Regions from separate parts of the Sus scrofa genome. Here regions 2 and 3 are each linked to region 1. A link is a contact called in public Hi-C and HiChIP or PLAC-seq data. All regions are on one chromosome and are shown on one strand. The core of a region is the stretch at or near the end of the contact, and the rest is flanking DNA. Distances in the headings are between cores, read along the strand shown. Region 1 has its middle 110 kb from the start of HAND1. Region 2 overlaps GALNT10 (polypeptide N-acetylgalactosaminyltransferase 10). Region 3 holds the start of SAP30L (histone deacetylase complex subunit SAP30L).

Evidence for each region. Hi-C and Micro-C count contacts between places; a contact is called where the count stands out from the background. HiChIP or PLAC-seq counts read pairs in DNA pulled down with a chosen protein or histone mark.
Region 2: a Hi-C map of adipose tissue shows a contact between it and region 1, with 2.9 times the contacts expected there. The contact joins two enhancer-like sites. A contact is called at or near these places in 16 of 47 Hi-C or Micro-C datasets (adipose tissue, alveolar macrophages, embryonic fibroblasts and 8 more) and 2 of 2 datasets of contacts at active chromatin or transcription factors (alveolar macrophages and skeletal muscle).
Region 3: an H3K27ac HiChIP or PLAC-seq map of alveolar macrophages shows a contact between it and region 1. The contact joins the promoter of SAP30L here to the enhancer-like site in region 1. A contact is called at or near these places in 2 of 5 promoter capture datasets (fetal liver and liver), 19 of 47 Hi-C or Micro-C datasets (adipose tissue, alveolar macrophages, brain and 11 more) and 2 of 2 datasets of contacts at active chromatin or transcription factors (alveolar macrophages and skeletal muscle).

Annotation. Positions count from the first base shown.
Region 1 is chr16:68,565,189-68,568,329 of Sscrofa11.1, forward strand. No RefSeq gene overlaps it. Among named protein-coding and RNA genes, the nearest start is that of HAND1, 110 kb to the right of the region's middle. Within about 2 kb of position 1,488, at least 28 of the 83 cell types and tissues checked have an H3K27ac peak or open chromatin away from gene starts, as enhancers often do. A contact at or near this core is called in adipose tissue, alveolar macrophages, omental adipose tissue and 2 more, where this site is marked.
Region 2 is chr16:68,734,289-68,737,429 of Sscrofa11.1, forward strand. It overlaps GALNT10 (polypeptide N-acetylgalactosaminyltransferase 10), which reads right to left. Exons shown (of 13, transcript XM_021076946.1): 10 at 1,035-1,256. Among named protein-coding and RNA genes, the nearest start is that of SAP30L, 26 kb to the left of the region's middle. Within about 2 kb of position 1,648, at least 8 of the 83 cell types and tissues checked have an H3K27ac peak or open chromatin away from gene starts, as enhancers often do. A contact at or near this core is called in adipose tissue and subcutaneous adipose tissue, where this site is marked.
Region 3 is chr16:68,708,501-68,711,641 of Sscrofa11.1, forward strand. It overlaps SAP30L (histone deacetylase complex subunit SAP30L), which reads right to left and starts at 1,452. Exons shown (of 5, transcript XR_308560.3): 1 at 1,040-1,452.

The DNA.
Region 1 (3,141 bases), core at 238-2,737:
CCACAGCTCATGGCAAGGCCGGATCGTTAACCCACTGAGCAAGGGCAGGGATTGAACCCGAAACCTCATGGTTCCTAGTCAGATTCATTAACCACTGCGCCATGACGGGAACTCCATGGATAAATATTATGTGGTACAGCCATACAAGGGAATAGTACTCAGCAATAAAAAGAAATTTATACCGATCCAAGCTACAACAATGGGGGAACCTTGAAAACATGATAAATGAAAGAAGTCAGTGAAGTAAGTGATGCCAAAGATCATTTACTGTACAGCCGCATGCCTACACAATGTCAGAAACAGGCAAATCCACAAAGACAGAAAGCACATTGGTGGTTGCCAGGGGCTGGGAGGTATTCAGTGAAATGGGTACACTGGAGTGATAAAATTATTCTAGAATTAGATAGTGGTGATGGTTGCACAACTCTCTGAATACACTAAAACACACAGAATTATACACTTTAAAAGAGCTTGTGAATTACACCTCAATGGCGCTGTCCATCCTCCCTCCCCTCTTTCCTTCTTTTCCTCCCTCCCTTGCAGCCTTTCTTCCAAGCCTATGAGCCATCAGGAGAAAAGCGTCTGGAATTCAGGGCTGGAATAGAGTTGGGCGTTCTTAACCTGGAGGTCTGAGACCTCTGGGGATCTAGGAAGAGGCTCCAGGGAGCCCTGTCCAGTGCAGCTATTTTGTCTCCATAGCATCCTAAAAAATAATCATATTAAAAAATAATTTCCTATTTGAGTCTTTTACTGGTGCCAGGTATGCTGGTACTGGGCTTAGTGCATTCTTTTTTTTTTTTTGTCTTTTTTTTAGGGCCTCACTTGCAGCATATGGAGGTTCCCAGGCTAGGGATTGAATCCTAGCTGTAGTCACCGGCCTATGCCACAGCCACAGCAACGCCAGATCGGAGCCGCATGCCAGATCCTTAACCCACTGAGCGAGGCCAGGGACTGAATCCACAACCTCGTGGTTCCTAGTCAGATTTGTTTCCGCTGCACCACGACAGGAACTCCTATGTCTCTTGGATTCTCACCTATTCCAGTGGGAAGTACTATTATCAGTCACATTTCACCGAGGAAAGGAGGAAGTCCCTGAGACCAAGAAAAGTCAAGTCACTGGCCAAGTGGTCCAGGCCACTGGACCCACGGGGTCGGAGCTGAGCCAGGAGGGCTCAAACAGGGGCGGTCTAAGTTGCGGTGGCCCTGTGGGACCTGTATGGCAGCTAGATGCTTGGTCCCTTTTGAGCTGCGTGGATGAGTTTGAGGAGAACGGGCGAGGGTGAGCAGCGGGTGGGGAAAACTCCCGCTCCAGCGAGAAGGCAGGTTGGGTGTGTGTGGGGGGTGGGGTGAGGTGGGATTCATTGAGGGGAAATTTACAATCCGCGTGTTGGTAAACTCCTAGCCCTGGTTTGTCACTCACTCGGGCCTCTCGCAACTCACTCCCCGGAAGGCCCATTGGGGGAGGTGGCGCTTTGAGAACCGCAGGCGGAGGAGAGGGAGGAGCGAAGCCGAGAGGCTAGGGTGGAAACCAGACGCGCTAGCTGCGCGCAGCGGGCGTGCACATGCGTGCGCGCGCGTGTGTGTACACACTTGATGGGTCGCGGGCTCGCCTAGTTCTGTGACCGCGCGTGCAGCGTGAGGGGCGCCTCGGATCGTGCGGGAGGGTAAATCATCGCGACCTTGTGCGCGCGCTCGGAGAGTGTGATTGTGGGATCGGACGCGTCTGTGTCGTGACTGTAGTTCTACTTAAGAACTCTACAAGTGTTCTAGCTGCCAGTGCCATGTGGGATGCCCGGGGGACAGGGTGACAAAACAGTTGAGGACCTTGACCTCCTTGCTGGAGCTGACACAACGGGGAGGGGGAATTTTGTGTGGAGGAATGGAAAACAAATCAAGGCAGGGAAAAAACTTCAACTTGGGTACGGGTGTCTGGATCTAGGAGATTGTGCGCGCGTGTGTGCGTGGGTGTGTGTATGTGTGCATGCGCCTGTGATAGGTTTTGGAGCAACTGCTGTCCCACGAGTCCGGACAAGCAGCTGTGGATCTTGCCTTGGGGAGAGGAGAGGCTGAGCCTTGACCGCATCTTAAAGTCTTAAACCCCAGAGGACTGGGTCCTGCGACTCGCCCTGAAACAACGCCTCCACGAGGGATGGAGTGTGACCTGTGACCGTCTCGCATAGCACCCATGTCCGCTTTGGGAGTTTGCTTTCTGAGCTCAGGCTGAGCCAGTTCCCCAGGGAAAGCACTCTTCCCCCTACCCCCTAAGACTCTCTGAAGGCCCCAAACTAAGCTGATGTGGGGGCCAATGGACAGCACCATCCCCTTTTAACGGATGAGGGGAGAGGCCCGTCCCGCGTAACGAGCGCGGGGAGTCAGGGCAGATCTGGGACTTGCTCCACTGCCCTCCACTCCGGGACTGCAGTGTGCGTCATTCTGCTATTAGGCCAGTAGGTGGCGTTAGAGGCCAGGGCTAGGCCGGCGACTCGCAGGCCTGGGGGCTTTGGGCTCCGGAAAAGAGCAAATGAGAGATACCTTCAACAGGCTCTTGCTGTATGTCAGACGCTGTGCCGGGGCCCTTCTTGCATTAACTTGTTTAACCCTCCTGTTATCTAGTTTCCTGTCCCTTTTTTACAGATGAGGAAACTGGGGATCAGAGATTCCTTCTGTGTAACTTACCTACAGTCACTCAGCTTTGTGTGTGAAGCCCAGTTCAGAGGCTCAGGTGCAGGTGGGGGAACCAGGGCTTGAGAGTGGTCCCAGGTCTTGCTGGGAGTGGGTTGGAGGCAGGCTATGAGATTGTCTCGATGCCATGAGAGAAGTGCATCTGTGACAGGAGGGGACAGGATCCTGGGAGGAGCACCAGGGGGTCTGAAGCCAGGCCCAGCCTCTTCTTCCTGGGTCTTACCATAGCCCACTTTGGTGTCTTGGACTTGAGGGCAAGGGGAGATGCTCAACGGCCCCCTCCTTCCCCTCCCCCAGATGTATCTGTGCACCTGTTCGCAACACAGCTCTTCTGGGGAGCCCGCAATGACCACTGATGCCCAAGAAGGCCTCTATTCCTACCTGCTGCTGGAGGGACAGTCCAGGTACCACCTTGTAACAAGCTCCCCGCATCCTAACACATGGTCAGTATGGCACCAC
Region 2 (3,141 bases), core at 398-2,897, 170 kb after region 1:
TCCAATTTCACCAACTGTGCATCTGATTTAAATGCTCTCTTAACCTTTGTACCTGATGCTGCTGAATATAAAGATGAATGATAAAATTCATGCTAATAATTTAAACTTTTAGGAACCCTCCTGCACTGTTGGTGGGAATGTAAGCTGGTACAGCCACTATGGAGAAGTTTGGAGATACCTTAGAAATCTATACATAGAACTACCACATGACCCTACAATCCCACTCTTTGGCATATATCCAGACAAAAGTTTCCTTGAAAAAGACACATGCACCTGCATGTTCACTGCAGTACTATTCACAATAGCCAAGACATGGAAACAACCCAAATGTCCATCGACAGATGATTGGATTAGGAAGATGTGGTATATATACACAATGAAATACTACTCAGCCATCAAAAAGAACAAAATAATGCCATTTACAGCAACATGGATGGAACTAGAGACTCTCATACTGAGAGAAGTCAGAAAGACAAAGACAAATACCATATGATATCACTTATAACTGGAATCTAATATCCAGCACAAATGAACATTTCCACAGAAAAGAAAATCATGGACTTGGAGAATAGACTTGTGGCTGCCCAGGGGGATAGGGAGGGAGTGGGAGAGATCGGAGCGTGGGGTTATCGGATGCAAACTATTGCTCTTTGAATGGATTTACAATGAGATCCTGCTGTGTAGCACTGAGAACTATGTCTAGATACTTACACTGCAACAGAGCAAAGGAAGGAAAAAAAAATGTATACATGTAAGTGTACCTTGGTCCCCATGCTGCACAGTGGTAAAAACAAAATTAAAAAATTAAAAAAAATTTAAACTTTTGATTTGTCTCTAAACATTAAATAGAAAATGAATGAACAACAGCAAACACCACAACAAGGCTAAGACAGATCACCGAAAGAAAGGAAAAAGTTTTATATTTTATACCTCTACCGGCATTTCTTTCCTGGAGCCTTGGACCAGGGCTCCGCGCGCGCACGCATTTGGCACCGGGCCCCAGTTATCGGGCTGGCCCTGCCCTCCAAACTCACCTCGCCCCAGGCTGCGGCGGGGGGCTCCACCGGCGGGTAGAATTTGGGCAGGTCCCAGGCGATCTTGGTCATAAACCACTTGAAACTCTTGCAGTTAAGGGAGCTACGAAGCTTCTTCTGGGCGGCCACGTCGCCAGCGGAGAGGTGGCGGTACTCGGGCCGGCGCTGGTAGATGTGTTCTGCGTACTCGTCCATCCACACCTCCGCCACTCGCTTCAGGTTCTGCAAGCACCAGGCAGGTACAAGGGTAAGGCACTCTGACGGGCCGAGGAAGGCAGAAGGTGCAAAGGGTCCCGGAGGTTGAGGACAACCTTTTTTATTTTACGTTGCATCAAAGACCCTAGCCCCACTGTGCTTAATTTAAGCCTTCTATATTTATTATTTATGCATCTTTTAAGGACTCGACAACTTACGTCTGAATAATATACACTGCTGTGAGTTTTCTTGACCATCTGGCATCCCCTCTTTTTTCTAGAAATCACCTCCCTCCGATTTTCCTTCAGGGACCAACCCCTGCCTCATCTTTATCTCACAGGTCTGGGGGAAAGGCATCTGACCCAGCCTGGCTAACGGGAATAGACAGCCCGGGACGCAGGGATTGGTCAGCAGTGAGCATGTGACCTAAGCCAAGCCAATCAGAATAAAGAGGCATTAATGGTCTTGGAATTTTTGTTTCCATAACCAGGGGAAAGAACGGCTGGATAAGGTGCCAAGCGGAGCTGCTGGGCCTCACGGAGAGCCTATCCAAGGTTGATGTCAAGCCAGAAAGAAGCAGAGCTGAAGGTTAGAGCCAGGAACGCGTTTCTTCTTTCAGTTTCCGCATCCAGCCATGTCTGAAGCCAGAACTCCCTCAGGGCTGTCCATTTACATGAGTCAGCAAATTTCCTTTCTGCTTGACCCAATTTGAGCTGGGTTTTGTCCTATTCAACTAAGAGTGCTGCCCAAGTTGCCTGGTAAAAACGAATTATATTTTGCAACGGGAAGGTAGAATTCCCTCAGCAGCTGGAATTTTTAACAAACCTTTGACGTGTGAAGGTTGCTGCTTTTATTATGAAGCACAAAGATAGTCAATAAAAAATGACAACCACATTATTGGCAAGTAGAGGCAGCAGCAGGTGAGGAAACATCTTGTTTGTGAGTAGACTTGGGAAGAGAGGGAAACTTCTGTGTAACCGTGGTGAAAATTTCCCGCTCCGTTTACAGCATAGATCCCACCTGCTGAGAACCTCTTACTTGGAAGAGCACAACCTCAGGTTCAGGTGAGATCCTCTGCTCCCAAACATCTCCTCTAACCACCCCCCCATTTAATTTTCTAGGCTTTCTCATATTTTTTTCCTTACTGCAACCCAAAATTCCTCCTGGAGGGTAAAAGCGAGTTAGCCCTTGAGGCTATTACCAGTTACTCACACCTCAGTGTAAATGACGGCTCTAGAGGCAGAAGGTAAGGCTGCGGTTGACAAACATTTTCCATAAAGGGCCAGGCAGTAAATATTTTAGATGTTGCAGACCATGTGGTCTCAGCTCTGATGTAGCTACAAAGCAGTCCTAGACACTACGTAAGTGAGTGGGTGTGGCTGTGTTCCAGTCAAACTTTATGGACGCCAAAATGTGATTTTCTGTCCCAAAATATCACTCTTGAGTTTCTTCCCCCCTCAGCTATTTAAAAATGTAAAAACCATTCTTAGTTCATGCACCCCACCAACACAGTTTGTGGACTCCTGAGGAAGGAGGCCCACAGGAGGGAGGCCCTGGTACCAAAGCTAGAACCCTCTCACTCCTCACTTCTGCTGCCTCTGAGCTTGGGACTAGGAAGCTGTGAGATCTCCTTGACGCTGCAGAGGAGGTCAACAGTGGGTAAGAAACCAGTTCAGGAACAGTGCTATCCCTGCCAGGCCCCTGCATGGCAGAGGCTGGATTTAATTTACAACTGTGCCCAGAGGAAGCTGAAGGCCTAAATGGGCTGGCACATCTCAACACTCTCCTTTTCCCAGTCTGCCACCCAGGTCCTCTGGCTCACTGTCTGATTTGTTCAAGCCCAAGGGACCAGGAAGGACCAACCATTATGGTTTCCTCACCAGCCACAGGCAAGGATGGCCCGATGGCCAAG
Region 3 (3,141 bases), core at 202-2,701, 140 kb after region 1:
CTTGCAGGTAAATCAGACAATGGAGTTAAGAAATTAACCAGCCTCACAGGTGCTGTGTGACTTTGGCACCATCACTTCCTATCTCTGAGCCTCAGTTTCAGTTTCAAATCAGAGGTGGACAAGTGAGGGTGCTTTCAGTTTAAGGAACAATCTCTGATCCCCCCAAGAGCGAAGACACTTTGGTTCTAGAAGAGAATGGATGTGAAGCACTTAGCTGGTCTAACCCGAATATTAAATACCCCTCCAACTCATTTCCAATTCCTAATCACCAGGCAGACACAGAAGACTTGCAGCAACAGATGTCAAACTAAAAAGTTCTCAATTGGTTGACAATAGGCACATCTTTAGAATAGTTAACTGGTGAAGTGGAGGAATCACACAGGAAAAGTTTTCTATTCAAATTTAAATTACCCACCCCACCCTCCCCGGCATTTCTAAAGAAGTGAACCCTATAAACATGGATTTTCTTCCTTGCAGTCACTTCGACTGCCAGAGCCACCTCCCAAGAGCAGGTCTCGGCCTTAGTGCTGCCACATCCTTGAAAATCCCATTTCTCCACCGCAGCCTGCGGAGCGGCGAGCCTGGTGACCCTCTGCGGCAACCGAGGCCGCCGCATACAGGGAAGGAACTGCCACCTTTCCGTTTTGGAAGGAATCACAGGGATCCGGGAAGAAGGGAGAAGTTGGAGGAGAGCCGGCTCCCTTCATCACCCCTCCCTCATACCTGCTCCTTCAGGGGCCAACGAAATGAAGCCACCTCTTCCTGCTCCCATATCTAAACCAAATAAACGAGCTAAAAACTGGTGTCAGATCCTCTCGGGCGGGAAGGGTCCTCCGAGCCTCCCGCCACCAACCTCCCGGATTTGGGCAGAGCCCCAGTTAGAGCTCGAGCGGCCTCTGCAAGCCGGAGTCCAACTCCTCAGCGTGCAGATAAAGGGCGGCGAGGCCCAGGGCGGGGAGGGCTCCCGAGTCCCGCCCGCAGCCCCGGGCAGCGGCCGGAGAGCGGCCCGGCGCGGGGGCCCAGGCGGGGGTGGACTCACGCTCTTGTCGATGTCCAGCTTGAGTTTCTTCTGCGAGATGCTCTTCTGGACCCTCTTGCTGAAGGAGGCGTTGCCCGCGGGCCGGACGCAGCGCTCGCCGTCCTCGATGAGGCAGCAGCTCTGGCCGTAGCCCGGGGCGGCGGCGGGGGCGGCGGGGGGCCCTTCGCGGCTGTCCTCCTCCGTGCTAAAGCCGTTCATTTCCCCGCCCCGGGCCGGCCCCTCTGGGGGAGGGTCCCCCGCAGGCCACTCCGCGGCCGCGCTCCCCGCGGGGCAGGTCGCCGAGGCCCCCGCTCTCGAGGGTCCCAGAGTCCGTCTCCAGGCGAGGCGCTGCCCTGCCCCGCGCCAGGGAGGCCCCGCTCCGCTCCGACGCGCTCCGGGTCCTTCGGTGCCCGGCCCCGCGTCTCCGCCGAGCCCCTTCCTCTCCGCTCGCGGCGCCGGGGTCGGCTCCCGCGGCTCGCAGGGCCCCGCCGGGAGTCACCCGGAGGCGCCTTCTGCCGGGGGCCCTGAACCGTTACCCTTCGGCGAGGACGTCCGAGAGAACGTCCCAGGAAGAAGCCGCTCCCCGGGGACCCCGGGCCGGGGCTGCCAGGGGGTTCCGAGGGCCCCCGCCGGCTCCCGCCTTCTTTCGGCTGCTGGGCAAACTCGCCACTGGGCAGCTCTCCCGGGGTGGCGCGGCCTCCCCGCGCGGGGCCCGGCCTCGAACCCGCGGCGCCCGGGCCCCGCGGAGCGTCGAGCCCGCCCCACCCCTGCAGCAGCTCGGCTGCGCCCCGAGTCCCGCGGCAGCCCCTGGGCCGCCTGGCCGCCGCCCGCCCAACGCTCCGCACCACAACAGTTCGCTCCCCCCGCCCTCCGCGGGACAGCGGAAGTCCCGCCGCCGCACGCCCATTGGTGGCTTTCTCTATCTGGGCGGGGCCACCGCCGCCGCTGGCGCGTCCCATTGGGCGCCATCACCGCCAGTCCCCGGCGCCTGGCTACTTCCTGGACTCTGCTGGGATGGGTTCAAAGTAGAGAAAGTGGAAAAGGGAAGAGTTCCCCGGGTGAGGGAGGGGAACCGGGCCGTAGACTCTTCGGGCTCGGGGAGGATGGTGAGCAGGGTCCCGGTTGGACCGAGGGCCCGACTCTGGAAACAGAGGATCACTTCGGGAGCGGACAGAGTACAGACGTGGGCGGGGGCACGGAGGGACATATACACGGAGGGCATGTGAGGGGGGACCTAGAGGGAAGAGAGGTACTGTCATGAGAGGGACAGACTGGGCAAAACGGAAGGACCAGGGCCTGAGGACCTGCAGAGCGGCAGGAGTTAGGGTGCGTGAAACAGGACAGAGGACAGCCATGGCGGGAAAGACAGGGGGACAATCGGAGCAGATACAAGGAAAGACGTGCGGAAGAGGTGAAGGTGGGTGGGTGTCTGATGGCGGGTCTTGAAAGATAGTCAGAAGCTTGTGGGTGGCGGACCCTCTCCCACTGCGGAGACAGGGACTGGCTGGGTCTGCTCGGAAAGAGGAGAGGGGGAAAGGAACCCGAGGGGCTGTGGTGACCCTTCCGCTGGGAAGAATCGGAAGTCGAGATAAGGTCTAGAGGGTGGACTAGGCGAACCGCGGTAAGAGGAGGAGCTGCGGAGGAAAATGCAGAAAGGATGGGCCAATCTCGGCGAGAGGAAGTGCTTGCTGTATTTTGGGCCCTCCCTGGAGCTCTGTAAACTGTAGCTCCTATGGCTTTAAGCCTCCGGGTTTACCCGGGAGGTGACCGCGCCCTGAGGAGCCCCAGTGCGTGGGGTTCGGTGCTCAGGGCGTCACACACACCCAGCGCCGCAGGAAGAGCCTCTAATCTAGAATGCCTAGTCAGGCCACCTCTCCACTGGTAGCCTGGGGACAAGTGAGGGCCAAAGGCCCGAGGAGACTAGCCCAGGATCTTGCAGTCTTTCAGGACTGGGCAGCATTTGTGGGGACGGGGGTTGTGCGGGGGAAGGAGAGTGAAAGGGAATGTGACCGGGAGTGTTAGGGAAGCACGTGTCCCTATTTTGGTGGTACTAGGAGGCACTGAAGAGGCTTCTGGTTTGTGTCTTGTAGCAAAGGGGAAGCTACCAGATTCCATGTTGAGAA